4 separate regions of the Mus musculus genome follow, and all the other regions are linked to region 4. The links are chromatin contacts, called in public promoter capture Hi-C maps. All regions are on one chromosome and are shown on one strand. Each heading gives the region's core, a stretch centred on a gene start, on an enhancer-like site or on the middle of the called end of the contact. The rest is flanking DNA. Distances are from core to core; before and after follow the strand shown.

The links. Promoter capture Hi-C pulls out the DNA fragments that hold promoters and counts their contacts.
Region 1: a promoter capture Hi-C map of liver shows a contact between it and region 4, with 2.5 times the contacts expected there. The contact joins the promoter of Spire2 here to the promoter of A530010L16Rik in region 4. A contact is called at or near these places in 3 of 39 promoter capture datasets (hematopoietic stem and progenitor cells, liver and pre-B cells), 1 of 115 datasets of contacts at active chromatin or transcription factors (pancreatic cancer cells) and 2 of 9 other capture datasets (liver and pancreatic islet).
Region 2: a promoter capture Hi-C map of liver shows a contact between it and region 4, with 4 times the contacts expected there. The contact joins the promoter of Tubb3 here to the promoter of A530010L16Rik in region 4. A contact is called at or near these places in 3 of 39 promoter capture datasets (liver and stem cell-derived epiblast-like cells).
Region 3: a contact with region 4 is called in a promoter capture Hi-C map of liver, with 4 times the contacts expected there. The contact joins the promoter of Tcf25 here to the promoter of A530010L16Rik in region 4. A contact is called at or near these places in 4 of 39 promoter capture datasets (hippocampal neurons, liver and pre-B cells) and 1 of 9 other capture datasets (macrophages).

Annotation. Positions count from the first base shown.
Region 1 is chr8:123,329,975-123,334,907 of GRCm38.p6, forward strand. Spire2 (spire type actin nucleation factor 2) reads left to right here and starts at 2,739. Exons shown (of 15, transcript NM_172287.2): 1 at 2,739-3,046. The coding sequence starts at 2,791.
Region 2 is chr8:123,409,226-123,414,066 of GRCm38.p6, forward strand. Tubb3 (tubulin, beta 3 class III) reads left to right here and starts at 2,328. Exons shown (of 4, transcript NM_023279.3): 1 at 2,328-2,437. The coding sequence starts at 2,381. Mc1r (melanocortin 1 receptor) reads left to right here. Exons shown (of 1, transcript NM_008559.2): 1 at 1-1,519.
Region 3 is chr8:123,371,937-123,376,486 of GRCm38.p6, forward strand. Tcf25 (transcription factor 25 (basic helix-loop-helix)) reads left to right here and starts at 1,775. Exons shown (of 18, transcript NM_001037878.4): 1 at 1,775-2,128. The coding sequence starts at 1,937.
Region 4 is chr8:122,758,940-122,764,039 of GRCm38.p6, forward strand. A530010L16Rik (RIKEN cDNA A530010L16 gene) reads right to left here and starts at 3,822. Exons shown (of 3, transcript NR_151739.1): 1 at 3,715-3,822; 2 at 2,993-3,235; 3 at 2,071-2,465.

The DNA.
Region 1 (4,933 bases), core at 1,489-3,988, 570 kb after region 4:
AGAGAAAGAGAGTAGGCATGGAAGATACTTTGTTGCTGCGACAGAATTCCTTAAGAAACAACCAGCAGGAAGGAGAATTGATTTGGCTTTGTTGCAGTCAATGGTCACAGGGCTTTGTGAGTCCTGTGTGGTGAAGCAGGGCAGAGCAGAGTAGAGTGCTTCACCTCGTGACCTACTGGGAGAGAGAGGGACAAAGTCCTAGAACACGGCCTAGTCCCTAAGTACTTGCTTCTGGTGACCGACTTTCCCTAGCTAGGATCCACCTCCACGAGTCTGCACCCCTTCCCTGAGACTATTTAAATGGCAATTCTAGGGCTGGAAAGAAGCACAGTGGGTAAAAGCCCTGCCACACAAGCCTAACTATCCAAGTTCCATCCTTGGAAACCACAGTGGGAGGAGAGAATCACCCACAGAAGTTGCCCTCTGGTCTCCACACACATGCTAGGGCAATACGCATCTGCCCTCATATCACACACAGACAATAAAAACCAATAAGAAATATGTAGAAAAAAAAAAAGAAATATGTAGAATATCCATTGATTATGTCAGAGTCCTCACGATCCAATTGCCAATCTATGGTTGGCGCAAACAGTTAAGGCTCAAATCTTTAAGGCATGAGCCCTGTGATGATAATGGGAAATAGTGTGCTGCATCCTAAATAACTTCCTTGTGGATAATTTCCATCCTCTGCCCATTCACTTCACTGACACCAGAATGATGCATCTCCTGTGGGTGCTTCTGCTGCTAAAGTGGGGCAAGGCAGTACCACTGAGGGAGCCTGGGAGATGCCCGCACACATACACACTGCCTGACTTCTGCCTGGTCTCTTGCTGCCCTCTGGGTCAGGGACCCCCACACACTGGGTCTCCCTGAGAGGCACTTCCTTACTGTAAATCCCCAGCTGTGATCCATCACTCCCGGGTCACCGCACAGCGCGTGGGTGGCTCACTCCTTAATTGAGTTGTGATTCCAGGTTCTGAGCTAGTTACATCTCTCCATGGCCTCTGCATCCGCTCCTATTTCCTGTCTTGTGTGAGTTCCAGTCCTGACTTCCTTTGGTGATGAACAGCAATGTGGAAGTGGAAGTCAAATAAACCCTTTCCTCCCCAGCTTGCTTCTTGGTCAGGATGTTTGTGCAGGAATAGAAACCCTGGCTAAGATACCACCCATTAGAATTACAGAAATAGCTCTCTTACCTCTTATTCTCTTGCTCTTACTCCCTTGCTCCCCCTTTCTCTGCTTTCCCTTCCCCTCTCTCCACGTGGTCATAGCCAGCCTCTACTTCTCTACTCTCTCCCTCTCTCTGCCTTTCTACAATAAACACCTTAAAACCATTAAAAGAAAGAAAGAAAGAAAGAAAGAAAGAAAGAGGAGAAGAGAAGAAAAGAAAAAAGAGAAAAAAGGGGAAAGAAAAGAAAAGAAAAGAAAAGAAAAAGAAACACAGAAACCATTCTATGAGCCGGCCAACCAGAAACACCCTGGCCTCATCAGTGGGCGCTGTCAGCACACACTTGGTACTGTGTGACTCAGACTTTCCTTAAACTACTTGGATACAGGCTCTCATTCCTAACATAAGCAAGGAATGAGTTTCCTTGTGGGAGGTTCCTACTGTTCCTTCCCTACTGAGGTAGCCCTTGAAGTTTCTGAGGATTAGGGAAGAAGAGCCAGAGTTCCAGGTTGTCTGCACAATGTATCCTGAGCAGAGAGAACCTTCCCTTTCATTTCCTCTTCTCCAGTGTCCTTTGGTTCCGCTTAAATCTGTTGTGTCTCATAAGCTTGAGAACTGGTTGAAGGATGTCACACTCGCCCAGATATTGATTATAAACACTTTCAGGCAAAATTCATTTGTATCCTTTCTTTCCAATTGAAGACTAAGAATCCAGAGGAGATTGTCAGCCAGCCCTACACCAAGTCTCTCTCTTACAATTATGTCCCAGCCTTGTGCTTCCTAGGCGATAGTTCTACCGCAAAGCAAAGCCCGAGACCAACTGCCTTGTTATCATTTATCTCCCAGCTGTGTCTTCTCGCTCTGTTCTTCTCAACCGTCGTAAAGATGGCTGAAACTACTTTCAACAAAGCTGTGTGCTGTGCTTAGCTTGTTAACACTTTTGATGTGCCTTGGAATGAAGGCAACACACTCTGAGAATGAGGTGTTGTGTTAGCTCGGTCACATTGTTTGTCACTAAGACACTAAGGGTTTGAAGCTGATCCTTTCGAGCAGAAAAAAAGGACCATTTATGAAGTACTTCATCCCTGAAGGCTTGCATCATCTTTGAGCCAATCACACTATAGCGACCTCCTAAGGTCCAGGCCTTCCACAAAGACCATCACAGGCACTGTCTGCTTTAAAGAGCCAGAGCCAAGGGAGCGCGTGTACGTGTGCCTCTGTGTGTGTGTGTGTGTGTGTTCGTGTGCAAGGTCCCCATCATGCTTAACCCCACCCCTCTTCAGTCAGCTTTTCCTCCTCGCACCCCCAACCGGTTTCTAACAAACCTTAGTCCTCTCTTGTCCTGCACCCTCCCTCTCCGGCTGCCCCTCCTAGCTCTGCCCCTCCCCCTGGCTCGCCCCTCCCTACCGGTCTTCCCTTCCCTCCCCGCCCGGCCCCGCCTCTTTGACCATTAGCCTCCTCCTCCTCCATCAGCCCCCGCCCTCACCTGCATCTGCCCGCGAGGGGCGGGGCCGGAATGACAAAGCACACGGGCGGCGCGGGACCCGCCCCCTCGCTCGGCGGTGCGTCGCCCCGCTGTTATGGAGACCCGCCGCGCGCGCGGGCGGCGATGATGGGCGGCCATGGCCCGGGCGGGCGGCGGCGGCGCAGCAGCTCCCGAACGCGCGGGGGGCGCGGCGCGGCCCGAGCCGTGGGAGCTGTCCCTGGAGGAAGTGCTGAAGGTGTACGAGCAGCCCATCAACGAGGAGCAGGCCTGGGCGGTGTGCTTCCAGGGCTGCCGCGGGCTGCGGGGCGAGCCGGGCGGCGTGCGGCGCATCCGGGACACGGCAGACATCCTCCTGCGTAGGGACGGTTCGGTTGGCGCGCGGCTGGAGCCCGGTAAGGCGCACCGGAGTGGGTGGGGGTGTGGCCGGCGCGGCGGGCGAGCGGGCGGCCGCTGAGGGCACCCCGGTGCCAAGTGACGGGGCCTCGACCTTTCTCACATCAGCGCCCAGATAGCGCTCTACCGGACCGGGAAGGCCCCACCCTGCCCTCTGGATCTGGGACTCCTTGTCTTCCCTTCGACCTAGGAGAACCCCACAATCACACACACACACACACACACACACACACACGCAGTCTGGGATAACCCTACCAACAGCCCACTATCACACACACACACACACACACACACACACACACACACGCAGTCTGGGATAACCCTACCAACAGCCCATCGTTCTTGATGAGAAGCGGCCGGTTGGCTGCTCGCGCCCAGGGACGCTTTCCCCAGGGGAGAGTGGCTTTGGTTAAAAGCCGGAGTATCTTACGGTCAAGTCCTGAATTTCGGAAGCCTCTCCTTTAGTCAGTTCCCTTTAAGATGGTTTGGGGGAGTCTGCAGTCCTCTGGCCTTGCTCTGGCAGGGCCTGTGGGTGTTCCCGTGAAACTGGTACTCCCCTCTGGCGACACTGCAGACCTTGAGGCTACTTAGAGATGTGTGCCTTTTTCTAGGGGTAGGGAGAGCAGGAGTAATGTGCCTTGTTCTGAGTCTGTACTGAATTAATACTAATTTTTTGAGTTTAATTGTAAATGTAAGCAGAGTGTATAACCTGTGATTTAAAAAAAAAACCAAAACTTAAACAGTGAGAACCAACAATTGAGCTTTTGAAAGATTATTGTAGTCTATTCAGAGCGTTGAGTTCAGGCTCCTGTCTACTGTTCCGCCTCACTTTCCCCCTGGAGAACTGTAGTTCTAGTATGGGGCATACAGTGATAGTACCCCAAAAGTTGATACCCGGTTGGGAGCACAAAGGCAGGCTGTGTGTTTGCTGAGGGAAGGCTGGCCTCCCTCCAACCCCGAGAGCTGTGGGCTTGCAGAAATTCTCTCAGGCAGGCATCTGCGGGGGACTAGGAATGATAAGCAAGGCCAAAGAGAAGCAAAGGACAACAGCTGCCTCTGGAGCAGGAAGGGCCCATTGTGCGCACAGAGGAGCCGCCACCGTGGCTTTCCCAGGCTTCTCAGCCTATACCCATTTCCTCCCTCCCTCCACACCCCTGCCTGACACTTCCAAGCTGTTAAATTTTGCACAAAAGCCCCGATATATTGCACAGGGAAATAATAAACACAACACCCAGGTAGGCTGAGGTTTAACCTTGGCCAGTGCGCTCAGAAAGTGGCATGATTTGCATAAACCCTGCTGGGCTCCCTCTTCCAAGGCTGGCCTGAAGGGGCAGGTGCACCACCATCAACTCTTCACAGCCTTAACACTCCTGTGGCTCTGGCCGCCTCACAAGGCTATTCCTGGGCCCACCCCATTGCTTACCATAGAGAATATAACCCGGGATCTGGTTCCCAGCACTGCAGAGCAACACAGGATTGCAGGCAGCCTGCTTGGTCTGGCCTGTGATGTTTGGGACAAGAAAACTGAGGCTTAGGGTTGTAAGTGGCTTGCCACTGTAACGGTAGTGGGCTGCACTGTGAACAAACCCAGCTTAGCTCCCTGCTGGGTTTCTCTGGGAACATCAAAAAGGACACTCAACAGCCTAGCTCTCCACCCCCTAGAGTTGTACTGCCTTTTTGTTCTCAGACCAGTAGCAATTCCTGCTGGGTCAAAGTTCAGAGAAAGCACTCTATGTTGACCTTTGGGGAGAGGAACCTGTCTGTGGCAGGCACCAACTTCACTTTCTATCCACTGTTATCTTTGAATAACTATTGAATAACTCTGAATGTCTGTTGGTAAGCATACCCCATGAAGGCATATGAGCGTTTTAACTTGTTTGGGGGTT
Region 2 (4,841 bases), core at 1,078-3,577, 650 kb after region 4:
CCAAGAGGTGGGCACCCAACTGCTCACACCAGCAGGCTACTCTGTCAAGTGCCTCCTCCACCAGCTGCAGGGGAGGCTGTTGGCTTATCACTGACCACAGCCTGTGTGGCTCTGAGCCAGGAAGCAGTTGAAATGCTAAGGTCAGAGGGAGGGAGCCTCCTTGCCATCTTCCCTAGCTCTCTCCAGAAGCTGAGTGAAGTTTGGGTGAGAGGACAGGGAGAGTGGTCACATTAGGGAGATGGGAGTCTCAGAAGCCACAGCTAGCTGCCTGCCTGATTTAGGAAACCACGGTCCCGTCTTGGCTTCCTCTATGACTACAAACTTCAGATCAGAGCAAGCAGCGGCAGAAAAAGTTTCCTCGTGCCTCTATGGTGACAAGAATCCCTTTGTTCAGGCTCCTTCTGGTTCATCCATACACTGTAGCAGGACCGTAGCATCTCAGCCCCTGATATGACACATCCGTAACCTTGGCCAGAGCCTGTCCCTTTCCTGCCCCCACCCCACCCCCCATGTGTAGGACTTTCAACCTACTTTGAGCTCTCCTGAGAAGCCCAGGGGTGGAGAGTCCCTGAGGCACACGTAGGGTGGACCAGGACCAGGGGCTGAGGTCTGTTTCTATGGGACACTGCCCTTCTGGGAGGAGGTGGGGTGGTCTCAGTGCTCTGTCAGATTTGGGAATTAGACAAGACCTTTCAGGCGTATCTGAGTCCCAGGAGAGTAGCACCTGGGGTGAACTAAGAAGCTTGCACATCCCTGAGCCTTTCTGCTGCTACAACCTGGGATTCCTGCAGCAGAGTCTATCTTGAGTCCCCACTGGTACTGAACACTTCTTTGTCCTCCTCCTTGGGGTGGCCTCTCAGTCTGGAGTGAGATGCCCTCAACCATCAAGTCAGGAAATGGCACCAGGCCAGGACCTAGCCACACTATCAGCTCCAGCCCTGCTGGACTGAGATTGGAAGCTGGTTCCCGGCAGGGCCAGCCTTTGCTGGAAGACAGGACCATGAGTCAGCCTTTAGCCTGACACCATAGCTCCCTGGGGACACAGAGAGCTCTGGCCTGATGTCATCTGTCAGAGAAGCATCCCAGGCCTCTGGATGCTTCTAAGCATCTTCTCTGTCCAGACAAGGAGACAGAGACAGATGCTCACCCAATACTTCTTGAGCCAGGCCAGCTGGAACCACAGAAAGCCACATCATGGACACATTGTGGGGGAGGGGCATCTCTTGAGAACAAAAGACCCATTTCTAAACTCGGCTAACTTGGATGCTTACCCTCAGAGAAAGTTGTATGCGCAGCCGCTCTATCCAGCGTGCACCCGTGCGTGCAAACTGGACGAAGGCATCTGCAGGTGTTTTTAAGCTTTTTAGCGGCTCTTGTGAAATGAATGTTTGTGGACCATTGAAGTGTGGTACTATTGTCTCAGATTCTTCCCGAAGAATTTTCTGTCACTGAAATATCAAATAGTCCTCATAAGGTGTCACTGGTCCTAGATGAATATTAAATCAGTGTTGTCTGTGAATTTGCATGCCCTCCTGATTCTGCTTCCCAATGGGCCCCCTCCACACACAGTCTCCTTACCTAGGTAGCTCCAGCTCACCTCGTGCCCCCTCTTCACCCTCACTTGTACCAGAAGCACAAGGGTACCAATGACATCAGGCATGGCTCAGACAAAAAAAGACTGTTCGACATGCTCCACTGAGTGGGTTGTATATCCTTAGAATTTTTCACAGAGATTTTCATGGAGCAGGGGTACTTGCCAGATACTGTGTGTGCATCCTCACACCCCAGGTACATTTGCACCCTCGGCGCAGCCCTTTGTGGAGCCGCGGACTGGTAGCCCTCTCTTCTCCAGAAAATAGTGACCTCAGAGTTCGGAGCTATAATCCGCCACCGTCCTGACTAGCGTCCCCAGGTCTGCACAGAGGTCTCAAGAAGGGTTTCGCTTCCCCTGCCTCTCCCACCTCAAGCGACTCGGCGGACTCAGAGAATATGGGTCTTGATTCTTAAGCACTTGAGAGAAAGAAAGACCCTCTTCACAAAGCTGCAGGGTGGGGATGGGGCAGGGACAAAATGGGGAGGCAGCTACTGGGGTGGGGCACTAAGGGGCCTGGGTTCTATTGTCCCCAGAGCGGATTGCCCACCGGTGGCCCCTCCTCCGAAGGCGCGGCCAGACTTGCTCCGCATTGTGCGGGCGGATCTCGGTGCCGGTGCTGATGCTGCAGAGCCTGCCGCATTGTGCGGCGCTCCAGCATTGGCCCGCAGCGCTTACATCAGCCAGCGAGGGCGGGGCAGCCTCTTATAAGAGGGCGCGGCGGAGGCTGCCGATCCTCCGCAGCCTGCTGTCCGCCTGCCTTTTCGTCTCTAGCCGCGTGAAGTCAGCATGAGGGAGATCGTGCACATCCAGGCCGGCCAGTGCGGCAACCAGATAGGGGCCAAGGTGAGGCTGAGCCGTCCGGCGTCCTGCGTCCCCACAAGCGCCAGCCCCAGGGCGGTGGGTGGAGGGAGAGAAAGGCGACTCTGGGAGCCGCTAGCGGAACAAAGGGAAGAGCCCAGCCCCTTGCCCCGCTCCTGGGACCCCGGGGTCCCCAATCGGTTCCCCTCAATCACGCCACTCTGCACTGCGCCCAGGTTGCAGGAGAAGGCTGGGGGTAACCCTTCTGACTCGCATTCCCATCCATTCTGCGCACCCACACACACCATCAGGTACAGGGGATGTGGTTGGGGGGCGCCGACTGGGCGTGGCCTTCTTTGAGGTTGCCACTTAAGCCTTGAGTAAGATGGGTGTGTCGGGCAACTTTGGGTGGGGCTCTCCCCTAAAACCATAATGACTGTACATGCCTGGATCCCCACTGGAGAACTAGACAGTCTTCAGGGAGCAAGGCCGCCCTCATATCCCCAACCTTGTTCAGCTCACCCAGTTTCCTTGCCCCACCCTGTTCCTTTGTTGGAGGAGTTCGGCCTGCACTCCAATGACCTTGATCCAGAACTGGACTCTGAAAATCTCCCATCTCTAACTGTGCGCTCCCAAGGCCTCCCAGTCGGGATTGAGCACAGAACAAAGCCGACTGCAAGGATTGCCTCAATTTCCCCTCTATTGTTAGCCCGCATCCAGGTGTTGAAGCCAAGGCAAAAGAAAAAGAAAAAGAAAAAGAAAAAAACGGGGGGGGGGCGCGGGGTTGGTGCAGTGACTCCGCAATCCTACTATCATTAGTGAGGTAGCTGTCCTGTTTCCAAGTCCTTAGGAGACTGTTCCTTACCCAAGGTCACACAGCAAGTGGCAGACAGAACTACTTGATTCCTGCAGAAGCCCAACCTCCACTTGGGTTGCATTTGAGTGGGTGGGGTCAGCTACCTCAATCTTCTCCCTTCTGAACAACATGAAACGGGAGCTTTGTCCAGATGAATGCTGGACGGGGCTTAGGGATGCTAGTTCCCAAAGGAGGAGGTTGGGTAGACAGGTCCTGGGAGGGAGGGGACGAAGCAAAGAGTACCTCTGGAGGCTGTTGCCATAGAAACCGGGCAGGAACAAAAAAGCTAATTACCACGGGCTGGGCCAGTCACGTGGCTGACATGTAAATTACAAGTTTGGCTCTTGGGTGGAGGTTCCTCTAGTTAAAGGGGAAGGGAAGCGGCACCACAGAGACTCCCTAATCACAGGGGAGACAGCTGCTTCTGCCCTACAAGGGAAATTTGGGCGGGGTTGGGGGGGTGGCGGGTAGGGGGGCATACAGAGGAAGCCTAAGGCAAGGGGCCTCAGATCAAATCAGGACTCCTGGGATGATCGCTGACAGCTGCCCTGGCCTGAAGGGAGGGTGAGGGCTCATTAATGTGGTCACAGGTGCCAGGCTTTCCCTGGACGAACATCTGCTCCTGAAAGGGCCTGGGGTGAGTGGGGGAGGGAAGGTTTGCCATCGGAAGGCCTGTTTGGTGAGCTTGCTGCATCTGTGCTGTTCTGTGCTCTCCTCTGGGTCTCCTGTTGAGTAAGGGCCTAGAAGTCAGGTCCACCACGCCCAGGCTCCGTGTGTTGCGCTATGGCCACAGAACATTTCTGAGTGCTGGACCCAGCTGAGGTCTCTTATGCTCCTCAGCACTGTGGCCCATAGGCTTGCCCATTTTTTTTAATATTTAGGGTTTTTATATATATATATAATTACGAGTGTTTAAATTTTTAATGCCAATTCTTTTTAACAATGCAAATAATGAGTAAATTTTCTTCCATTTCCACCGGCTCCCTTCTTAGTAATCAGTACAAGGCGTTTTTGGCAGGTTCCATCCAGCCCTCTGCCCTGGAAGATCTCTGAGACCAGACTGAAGGCCCAGGCCCTGTGGGACGTTACCTGCTTAGTGTCTGCCCCAGGGAAAATAAACTTCCTTGACCAGATTTACTTCCTATTTTGGTAGCTGGCCCTTGGGTCACTGCTGCGAGCTACAATGGAGAAAGTTCTCCCTAGCCACCTGCAGCAACTGAGGGAGTGGGCACAAAGAGCTGCTTTTTTGCTTATCGGTCTTTGGGTGGTCCCTGTCTTAGCACAAAGGACTGCTGGCTTCAGAGAGGTGACTGGGTAGAAGTATGGGCTGGGTGGGGACAGGGAGAGAAGTGTGAAGCCAGGAGAATTTCGGGGAAGCAGCAGAAGGGGGGCCTTAGCAATTCATAAGTTTCTCACCCGCTGTGAGCGTGTTAAAGCACCAGGCCCAGGCTGGTGCACTGTTACACCTTGTGAAGTGTGGCATGGGTGTCACCCTCCCTTAAGGCTGAGAAAGATGAGGGTTATGGAAGCTGAGTCACTCAGCTTCAGATCACACCATGGATTTGGGCAAGGCAGGAATTTTAGTCTAGGTGT
Region 3 (4,550 bases), core at 525-3,024, 610 kb after region 4:
CACCTTGGGACAGCAGCTGTGAACCATCAACTTTGAAGTACCTAAAGATACTTCATAGTGTGGGCAGAGGGCTCAGCATCCAACCCAGGGACGAACCAAGACTCCTGGGGGAGGCAGGGTGGAGTGGAGCACACGGACAGTGGGACAGGGGGCTCACACAAGAGCAGGAACTAAGGGATTGCTGCCCTGCCTGCCTTCTCTGTCCTTGCCAACCGCCTACATTGTTTGGACTTTGGGAGTCACATGAATGCAAAACCGGGTTCTCTCTGGGAAACTTAGCTCATTAAGGCGTCTTCACCTGTAAAAGGAGATCTATCTCCCAAAATGAAGCTGGAATTTAAGATAAGTGACTGATTGCTTCTCAGCCTTTTGGCTAAGATCAAGTAAGAGCAGTGACTGGCCTAGCCCTCTCCTGCTCTCAAGCTGGGGAAAGGTCCAACCCAACCCCAGCTCATTTTACTTTGGAGGTACTCAATCCTGACTCGTCTAGGAAAGTTTTCCAAAAGTATAAAAATTGGGGCGTAGACATGAAGTAGCTCTGTAATTCCAGCCCTTCAGAACAGGATTTCCATAGCTTCACGGGTAGCCAGCGTTACAGGGCAAGATCTTGGTTTGGGTGGTGTACTGGCTAGTTTTGTGTCAACTTGACACAGGCTGGAGTTATCACAGTGAAAGGAGTCAATTGAGGAAATGCCTCCATGAGATCCAGCTGTAAGGCATTTTCTCAATTAGTGACTAAGGGGTGAGGGCCCATTGTGGGTGGTGCCATACCTGGGCTTGGGTTCTATAAGAAAACAAGCTGAGCAAGCCTCCATGGCCTCTGCATCAGCTCCTGCTTCCTGGCCTGCTTAGTCCCAGTCCTGACTTCCTTTCGTGATGAACAGCAGTGTGTATGTAGTGTAAGCTGAATAAACCCTTTCCACCCCAACTTGCTTCTTGGTCATGATATTTTGTCCAGGAATAGAAACCCTAAGACAGGTGGTGTTTTTGTTTTGTTTTAAAAAAAGGTCGGTTGTTGTTGCACACACTTTTGGTCACAACACCTGGGAGGCAGAGGCCAGCATGGTCTGCAAAGCGAGTCCCAGGACAGTCAAGGGTACACAGAGAAACTCTGTCTCAAAAAACAAAAACAAAAAGAACATGGAAAAAGAAAAGATCTGTGCCGAGGATCCCTATGTCCTTATTGTGAAAATCTTCCTGAATTAGAATACACATAGGTAGGGCTGCCGTGACTTCACACCACGGATCCACACCTAGGCAGCTCTCCCCTCACCCAATACCCCTGTAACATGACCACCCCTGTTGCGTTCGCGACAATAAAAAGCAAGCCCTAACACCTAACTCGGCTCGGTGCACGTTGTGGAGAGGAGTTACCCAGTCTGAAAGAAGTTAGGTTGGTTCTATTAAGGTGAAAACTGTCCCTTTGCAGTCTAGTAACAACGTGGAGGTGGGGGACATCGGACAAGTCGCATGGGTAGGCTAGCAGAGAGGGGTTGGGGACTGGGTCCCTCGCTCCTGTCATAGCAGAGGTCTTTGCACACGGGCCTTGCGGCGTGCGCACCTGCTCTCACGGCCTCCTCGCCTGCCCCACCCCTGCCCGCTCGCCCCCAGGCTCGCCCCCGGGAATCGCGTTCGTGCGGAGCAGCGCTCTGAGCCTGCGCGTTGCTGCCCGCCGCACAGCCGGCTTTCTGAAAGCCAGCCATCTCCAAAGCCGAAGCACCGCACCACGGCCGCCGCTAGGGCCCGACTCTCGCGAGAGCTCCCTGGGCCACCCTTGCACCTTCCCCGACTCCACGGGGAATTGGGAGGAAGTTCCGGAGAGCCGCGGCGCGCAAACGCGACACGCCAATCTTGCGCCAGCGCGCCGCAAGTGCGCAGGCGCCGCCACACTGCTGCTCTTCCTCGTCCCTCTGCCCACATCAGGCTGTCGGGTCCTATGTCGCGCCGGGCCCTCCGGAGACTGAGGGGGGAACAGCGCGGCCAGGAACCCCTAGGGCCCGACGCCTTGAAGTTTGTCCTCCTTGATGACGATGACGCAGAGGAAGAGGGACCAAAACCGGGGCTGGGTGGCCGGCGCCCCGGGGGTGCAGGGAAGGAAGGAGTCCGTGTCAACAACCGGTTTGAGCTGGTGAGGAGCTGGGCAACCTGAGGGGGGGGAAATGGTGGGGGCATGACGTCATGCGAAGGGGCACAAAGTTGGGTCTGGACTGCAGTCGAGTGGGCGGAGAGAAGGGACTGCGCCGCATCGGGGAAGGCGGGTCTTCAGCCGCAGGGTGGGTGGGGTGAGGAAGCCGTGTTCCCCGTCCGAGATCGAGTGGAAGGTGGAAGAAAATGCCGAGCGAAGGGGCTGCTAAAGGCTAACGGGGGTGCCGACAAGGGGCTGAGTGACAGGACTTTGCTGCAGCATAGGGCGTGTCTCGCGGCTGTGTCCAGAGACGTGACGTGACGCAGGGCAGGACGGGGCAGTGACGTCAGAGTGGGCGGGGCGTGACATCCGAGACAGCTAAGGGGGAGGGGCACTGTGGATGGCGAGTGGGAGGTGGGGTTCAGTTGGGTCTAGGCTTCACTGAAGGAGTAGGGTTGTTCTGTCCGGGGCAATGGGATGGTAGGGTAGGCTTGGTTTCATTTCTGCGACTTGAGGGAGGTCTCTCTTCTGCAAACATTTCGGCTTATTCATCACAGTACTTCTGTGTGTCCCAGCTACTTGTACCTATCGTATCGTATTCCTCGCAGCAGAAAATTGGGTAGCAGTCCTGAGCCCCGTGTTTTTCCTTACGACAGACTGACCTGGGTCTGCAGTTTCATATGTGTATAAATTATGATTCTGACTTCATGTGTGGGCAGATAATATGTCTTTTCCTCGTATCTCCAACTTCCACATATGGTAAGGTGTCAGTGGCCATTTTCGAGTGAGTAAAAAGATGTAATGTGTCTGAGACTCTCAGTCTTGCAGTGAATTGTCTCAGCTAGCTGGGACACACGGAAGTACTGGGTCTTCCTCAAGTCGCAGATATGAAACCATGTCTATCCTACTGTTGCAGCACCCAAGACAGCACTACCCCCAGTTGTCCCCAGCTTTTTATCAGTTAGCAGGTTTAAAAGTTCCTAGCAAAGATATTGATTGGTGTGAGAAATGTCACAGACATTTTGGAAGTTTGGTTCAGAGATTGTTTATTTCTCCCATAAGGAAAGGAAGGGATCTGTCCTGTAGTCTGTGGCGATGGTGAAATATGTCTTCCCTTGGTACAGAGAACTCGCCTGCCTCCTCTGACTTTGAGCCTGAGAGCAACCCCCATTCCTACTGTTTCTTCTCCCTTCACTAGTACTTTTCTTAGATTTACTTTTGCTTATCATCATTTCTTTTTCAAGACAGGGTTTCTCTATGTAGTCTTGGCTGTCCTTGAACTCACTCTGTAGACTACTTAGAGATGCTGTGTCTCAGACTCGGAAATTCGCGCACTTCTGCCTCCTGAGTGCTGGGATCAAAGGCATGTACCACCACCACCCAGCTATGTTTACTTTTAAACGTACACAAAAATTAGGAAAATACAAATAACCCGTATGCGCCCATGGCCCAGTTTCTGTCAGTCTACATGCCTTTAATATAATTTTAATCCCATTTCTCTTAAGAGGTGATTGCAAAACAGAGCCTAGATATCCCATCATTCACCCATCTGTAGCCTTCCTTGTACTGGGATTCCTCCCTTGACGGCAGCTGGGGTTCACTCTCAGACCTTAGGGATCTGAGACCATTGGTTCTTAAAGATTTTACAGCTCTCCTGAACTTGTCCTGCACTTCGCTTTCCCTGGTTCTTTACGGCTTTCACCTTTAGCCTTGGCTCCCTGTCCTCTGCTTTTGCCTCCCTCTGTCCCATCCCTGACACTCTCTCAAACTGGTCAGTGGCCTCCTTTTCATATGTCACGAAGTTGGCAATCTTGCCACCTTTGGGGCCCAGGCTACTGACTGCTCAGCTGCTTTGAATTACACTGCTGAGGTAGGCAAGCGGGGCGGGAGGCTGGTGATACAACCCAGTGGTGAAGGGCCCTTGCTGCTTTTCCAGAGGACTGGCGTTTGGGACCAGGGAATCACCTACAGATCAGAACCAAGGCTCGTGGTAGTAGACGCCCGATACAAAGGGAAGCAGTATTTCCGAGGCTGCACCTGTCAGCTGTGAGCACAGTTCAAGGCCTCTGGAATATTCAATGTTGAATATGGGTCGTCTGCCTTACGGTTTGGCAGACAGTTCTATTCCTCAAGGCAGCTGGGGTGGGGAGATTTCAACAATTGCCAGTTAGAGAACCAAGATGCTCTGTCCCCCAACGTCTTTGCTTAGCTACAGGAAATTAGCATCAGAATGTGAGGAGGTTTTTAACATTCGTAGAGTTTCTAACAGTGCCTCGAATCTGTACAGTACTGGGGTGGAGCGAGACCCCTTTATCTGTCTCAGGTCACAGGGAGCCTTCATTGCTGCTGCCACCATGAGAACGCAGTGATAGCTCTCCATTCCCAGCAGGTGTCTGCTATGCTAAGACACTTCTCCCTGACCTCG
Region 4 (5,100 bases), core at 2,572-5,071:
ATGACCAAAAGCAACTTAGGGAGGAAAGGGTTTATTTATTTGTAAGTCAGGGCAGGAACTCGGTGAAGGAACCTGGAGGAGGGAGCTGAGACAGAGGCATGGTGGAGTGCTGCTTACTGGCTTGCTCCCTGTGGCTTAAGGGAGCCTGCTCAGCCCGCTTTCTTATAGAACCCAGAACCACCAGCCCAGAGATAGCATGACCTACAGTGAGCTGGGGCCTCCCCCATCGATCACTAATTTAAAAAAATGCTCTATGGGCTTGTCTGTAGCCTGATCTTATGACGGCATTTTTCTCAATTGGGGCTCTCTCCTCTTCTCTGAATCCAGCTTGGGTAAAGTTGATATAAAAGCGCCAGCACAGGTAGGAGAGTGGATAGAATGACCCAGAGCAAGAGCCCGGATGATGGCTTTCCCAGAAACCGGATGGCAGCAAAGGCTTTGTGACTAGTCAGACTCTGGAACTGATACATGAATGTTTCTGTTGTTGCTGTTGTTATTATTATTGTGGTTGGTGGTAGTGGTAGTGTGTGTGCAGGGAGGAAGGTATATGTGTGCCACTGTGCACATGTAGAAATCAGAGGACAGCTTTTGAGAGTCATTTTTTTCTTCCACTGTGGGTTCCAGGGATTCACCTCAGAGCATCAGACTTGCATAACAAGCACTTTTTTTTTTTAAACTCTGAACCACCTCATTAGCCCTGGGATGCACACTTTAAATACATGCAGTATGTTACATGTCAATCACACCTCAACTAAGCTATTAAAAAGCAGTGCCAAAAAAAACAAAACAAAACAAAAAAAAAAAAAAACAGGACCAAAAAAGTGGTGCCAAGCAGGGTATGGTGGCACATACCTTTAACCCCAGCACCCAGGAGACAGGCAGGCGGATCTTTGTGCCAGCGCCTTGGCAAGTGAGTCTGAAGTGACGCTAGAATGCAAAACAGAATCTATAGTTGTGGAAATGGCCCCAGGAGCTGAAGAGCAGAGGGCCAGCTGCCACCCCAGGTGGCTGATGTTCCTGGAGGGACAGAGCAAAACCCAAGCTATAACCCAGGGGAACTTGTGTTAGATCAATCAGTTTGTTTAAAAGTCACATTTAAAGCATTGCATTAAACACATCAATTTATTTAAAGTCACATTTAAAGCATTGCATTAAACACATCGATTTATTTAAACAATAAATTTGGAAGGAGCAGAGAAATATCTTCAGGGTTTGGGGAGATAAGTCACTGAAGTCTCATATCAAGGCGCACGGCCTCCTGTAGCAGGGGGACAGTTTTGGCTATGCAGAAATTCAGAGATGAAGCCAGCTGTGGCAAGTCAGCCCCACCCACCCCATGCACATGCACACCACACCCCTCCCACACCACACACACATGGACACACATGCACACACACGTGCACAGACATACCTGGAGCCTTCGCAGGGCTGCCCTGGAGGCATGTGTCTGAAGGCTGCGTCCTGCTCTCCTTAGAGGTATGAAGGAGGAAACCGCCATGCACACAGTTTGAACACAGAGGAAGATGGAGAGATGGGGGTTTGTGATGAGCTACTCGGGAAGGAACACTCATCTGTCACTACTGCCTCCTGCTTCCTCCTGTGCTGTTAAACAGAGACTTAACAGGATTGTCTGATGCTCCTTTAAACATTATAGGTGCACAGACTCTGTTTCTGAAACCCACAGTAGTGATCCTGGCAAGGAGCAGCTACTGTGTGCACATGGGATCTGCAGAGCCAAGCCAAGCCCCACCCGGCCATGTTGCCCCCTGCCTGCACTCCAGCCCAGCAGGGAAGCCCTGGACAGAGTCTGTTAGGACACTCCCTCCTTCCTGGCACTGTGGAATGTTCTTTGATGTGTGTCTCCATTCAGGATCCCTCATATCTGTATTCTGTCTCTACCCACAGATGCTGGACAAACGTCAGTATGACTGGGCAGCTGTGGCAGTCTGGGCATGCCTACTTGGTAACACCAAGAATGCCCTTCATTCTAGGCCTGGTGTCATCACTGTCCCCCTGATGCCTCACGGTTGGTGATTTACCCTATAAAAAAGTACAGGTGACTCTTAGGGGAATGTTTAAGAGACGAAGAAATACTCTTATTATTTAAAAACCAGGAAGTAAAACACATCTCTTACGCAGCCCCTCTAGAGAAGCCCCAACTTTCTTGGCCCCTGATCAAGATTTTGACCTTTACCATCCAGCACTTCCTTGTGGGGACCCTCCTCTCAGGGAAATCTTGTGTGTTTCTGAGGTCTGTTATTAAAGAGAACGGTGCCGGGGCTGTAAGGACGGCTGTTCTCAGGGCACTTCATAGCAGGAGTCACAGAGCCATGGACAGTGGTGGCTCGAGCTGGCTGCTGCTTCTTGCTGGTGCTTTGCATCATCAGAGCCATGGAGATGCAAGACTGGGAGAGATGGCAGTGGGCGACTTCAATGAGCTCCCAGTGCTCCAGAAGCAGGAAATCCTGGGGACAGCAGACAACCAGCCAATCAAAGGTAGGCTGGTCTGCTGTGTCAGGGTGAAGGCATGAACTTGGCGGGTGACAGAGGGAGGGGGCACCCAGGAGGTTCTGCAGAGGGACGCCTAAAGGTGCTCATATGGTAAAAAGCCTGAAAGCCGCTAGATTTTCCCATCAAAATAGAGGGTCCCTTGCTCTTCCTGGGTTTATCTGAAGACATCTAAAGTCATCTCTGGCTTTTCTCTCAAGCTTTAGAGAGGGTGATATTCCTGGTTTGAAGCCAGTCCTAGCTATAGACTTCCCTGAACCCTCCTGAACAAGAGTCTCAGAACAGAGCAGGACCCTGGCCTTAAAGGGACAGTTTCCCTCATGTGACGGAGCCCCAGGCAGACTCCTCTCTCTGGACATGGAGGAGACTAAGTATGTCCCAGCTCTGGTGTCTCTCTTTTCTCCCCACTTTTTCAGAAGTATCCCCTGTTCAGAGCAGCACCCCCTTAGAATATGCTGACCTGAATTCTGAGGTCGCATCCTACCTTTCCCCCAACCAAGTGTCAGTGCACGCCATGCCTGCTGGGGCACAGGTGGGAGTGGGGGGCATGAGAAGCTTGGTGACAGCTTGGTGACCATGTGCACAGCTGGGAGCAGGTGTCCTCTGTGCTCTGGCCTCAAGCTCCTCTTCCTTCATCACAAGCAGCAAGGCAGGTCTCTGTGGGCTTCCACACCAGAGAGTGCTCTTTGAAAAGATGATGTCAGCCTCTGAAACCTGTATGGGGGACCTGGGACAACCCATAGAAGACCAGAGACATGGCTGAAAGACAAACCAAAGTAGCCAGGACCATGGCCCCAGGTGTCATCCAGGCCAAGAAAGGACACCCAGGGGGACTCAGAGACGTGGCTTGGGGACAATGAGCTGAGCTTAGTAAAAGGTGAACGTCTGTCCTGCATTCCCTGCCCACCCATCCTGTATCATGTGACTACAGAAAGCCAAGTGGCATGAGAGACACAAGTTGCCCAGGGCCAGTCTACAGGAAGGGGCTCATCCATCAGCCCTGAGTCTGACCCAGGTGCCACTGGTCCAGTGGGGGAAGGGGACACAGGACGGTCCCTGAGCTTGGCCCAGACTAGGATCTGGCTCTTGGGCCTATGCTAAGCCTCAGAGTCCTGGCCACTTTCTGGCTCTACCTCTGCCCCACATCCCGTAGTCTGCACAGCTCAGGCTTATCTACTCTGCCTCTGCCATGTAAGGGCACCTCACCTCATTTACCGGTTCTGTCAGCCTGGGCAGGAGCCAGTCAGTGGCGCATCACACACAGAATCAAGATGGCTACCTGGTCCAGCTGCCCCGGACAGCTTGCATTCTCTCAAGCTCAGTCTTCTGGCCTGCCAGTGAGAACAGTTCCAGGTTCCTGTTCCTCTCCCGGTGCAGGCAGCCATCCCCCCAGCTGCCGCTGCTTCCTCTCCCCAGGAGCTGCCAGGCCACGTGGACACCCATGGAGAAAACACTATGAGGTCTTTTCAACGGCTTTCTCAACTACACAAATCCGCCGTGAGCAGAACGCAATGCTGGGACACTACCTCAGGGACAGCCTCTCCATTGCTGCCTCAGGCTCTGTCAAACTTGGCCGGAACCCAGCCTCACTCCCAGAAGCCTTCCTGTGGCCTCTTCTGGAAGCACCTCAGGCTTCAAGAACAAGAAAAACTAGGGCCACAACCTGCTAGAGGCTCTACCTCTGCCAGACCACTCTGCTTCTGCAATACCGACCTCCCCTTTCACTCCTGTAGAAAGGCCTGTTCCTTCTAGCGCCAGATAAGGATATCACAGAGCTAGGGCTGCTATAGATTTTCATGGCTCCAAATCATAGTCTCCGTAGGCAGGCAAGAAGCCTGGGAGCTGGCTGTTGGTCCTCCTCTGAAGGGTTAAGACCTCCAGGCTGCATCTGTAGCCAGATGCATGAATAACAGAGGTGCTGTCCCCAGCCAGGCCACTCTGCAGGCCCCAGCCAGGCCAGACTTTTTCCAGGCCTCGGGCCTCAGGTTCCCGGAGGGTTACCACAACTGTTCCAGAACAGAAGCGTTCAGTGTGTGGGTGTTGGAATGTTCCACCACCGTGCCGGGTGCCCCCCACCCCCACCCAGGGGACCGGGAAGTGAAATTGCTCAGTCTGCGTTGGGTGTGGCAGTCTGGGGTGGGGGGTTGGGTGTTTGACTTCACCCGGAAGATTATTATCACGGGAAGTAAGGCGGCCGGCCTATTTTTTTTTTCTTTTGAGACAATATCTTGCTACGTAGCCCAGGCTGGCCTCAAACGCGTGATCCTCCTGCCTGGAATTACACATAAACATCACCATACCCTAAGAATCGTCCTCTGGAGCCGAGGACAAATGTAGTACTAGCCCATGGGCTCCTCAACCGAGAGGGACTCTGTGCCGGCCTGAGTTTCACAACACCCTCCGCATCTTGGTTGGTCTTCTTTGAGACTCCCTCTGAGGTGGACCCTGAGGGTCAGCGGAGGAGAGGGAGAAACTGCATCTTGAACACGTTGGAAGCTGGCTTGTTTGAGACATCCCCCCACCCCTCCCGCGTGCCCTTTATAATGGCACACCTAGGTGTCTGTCCCAGCCCACTATGGTGACAAACAAAGC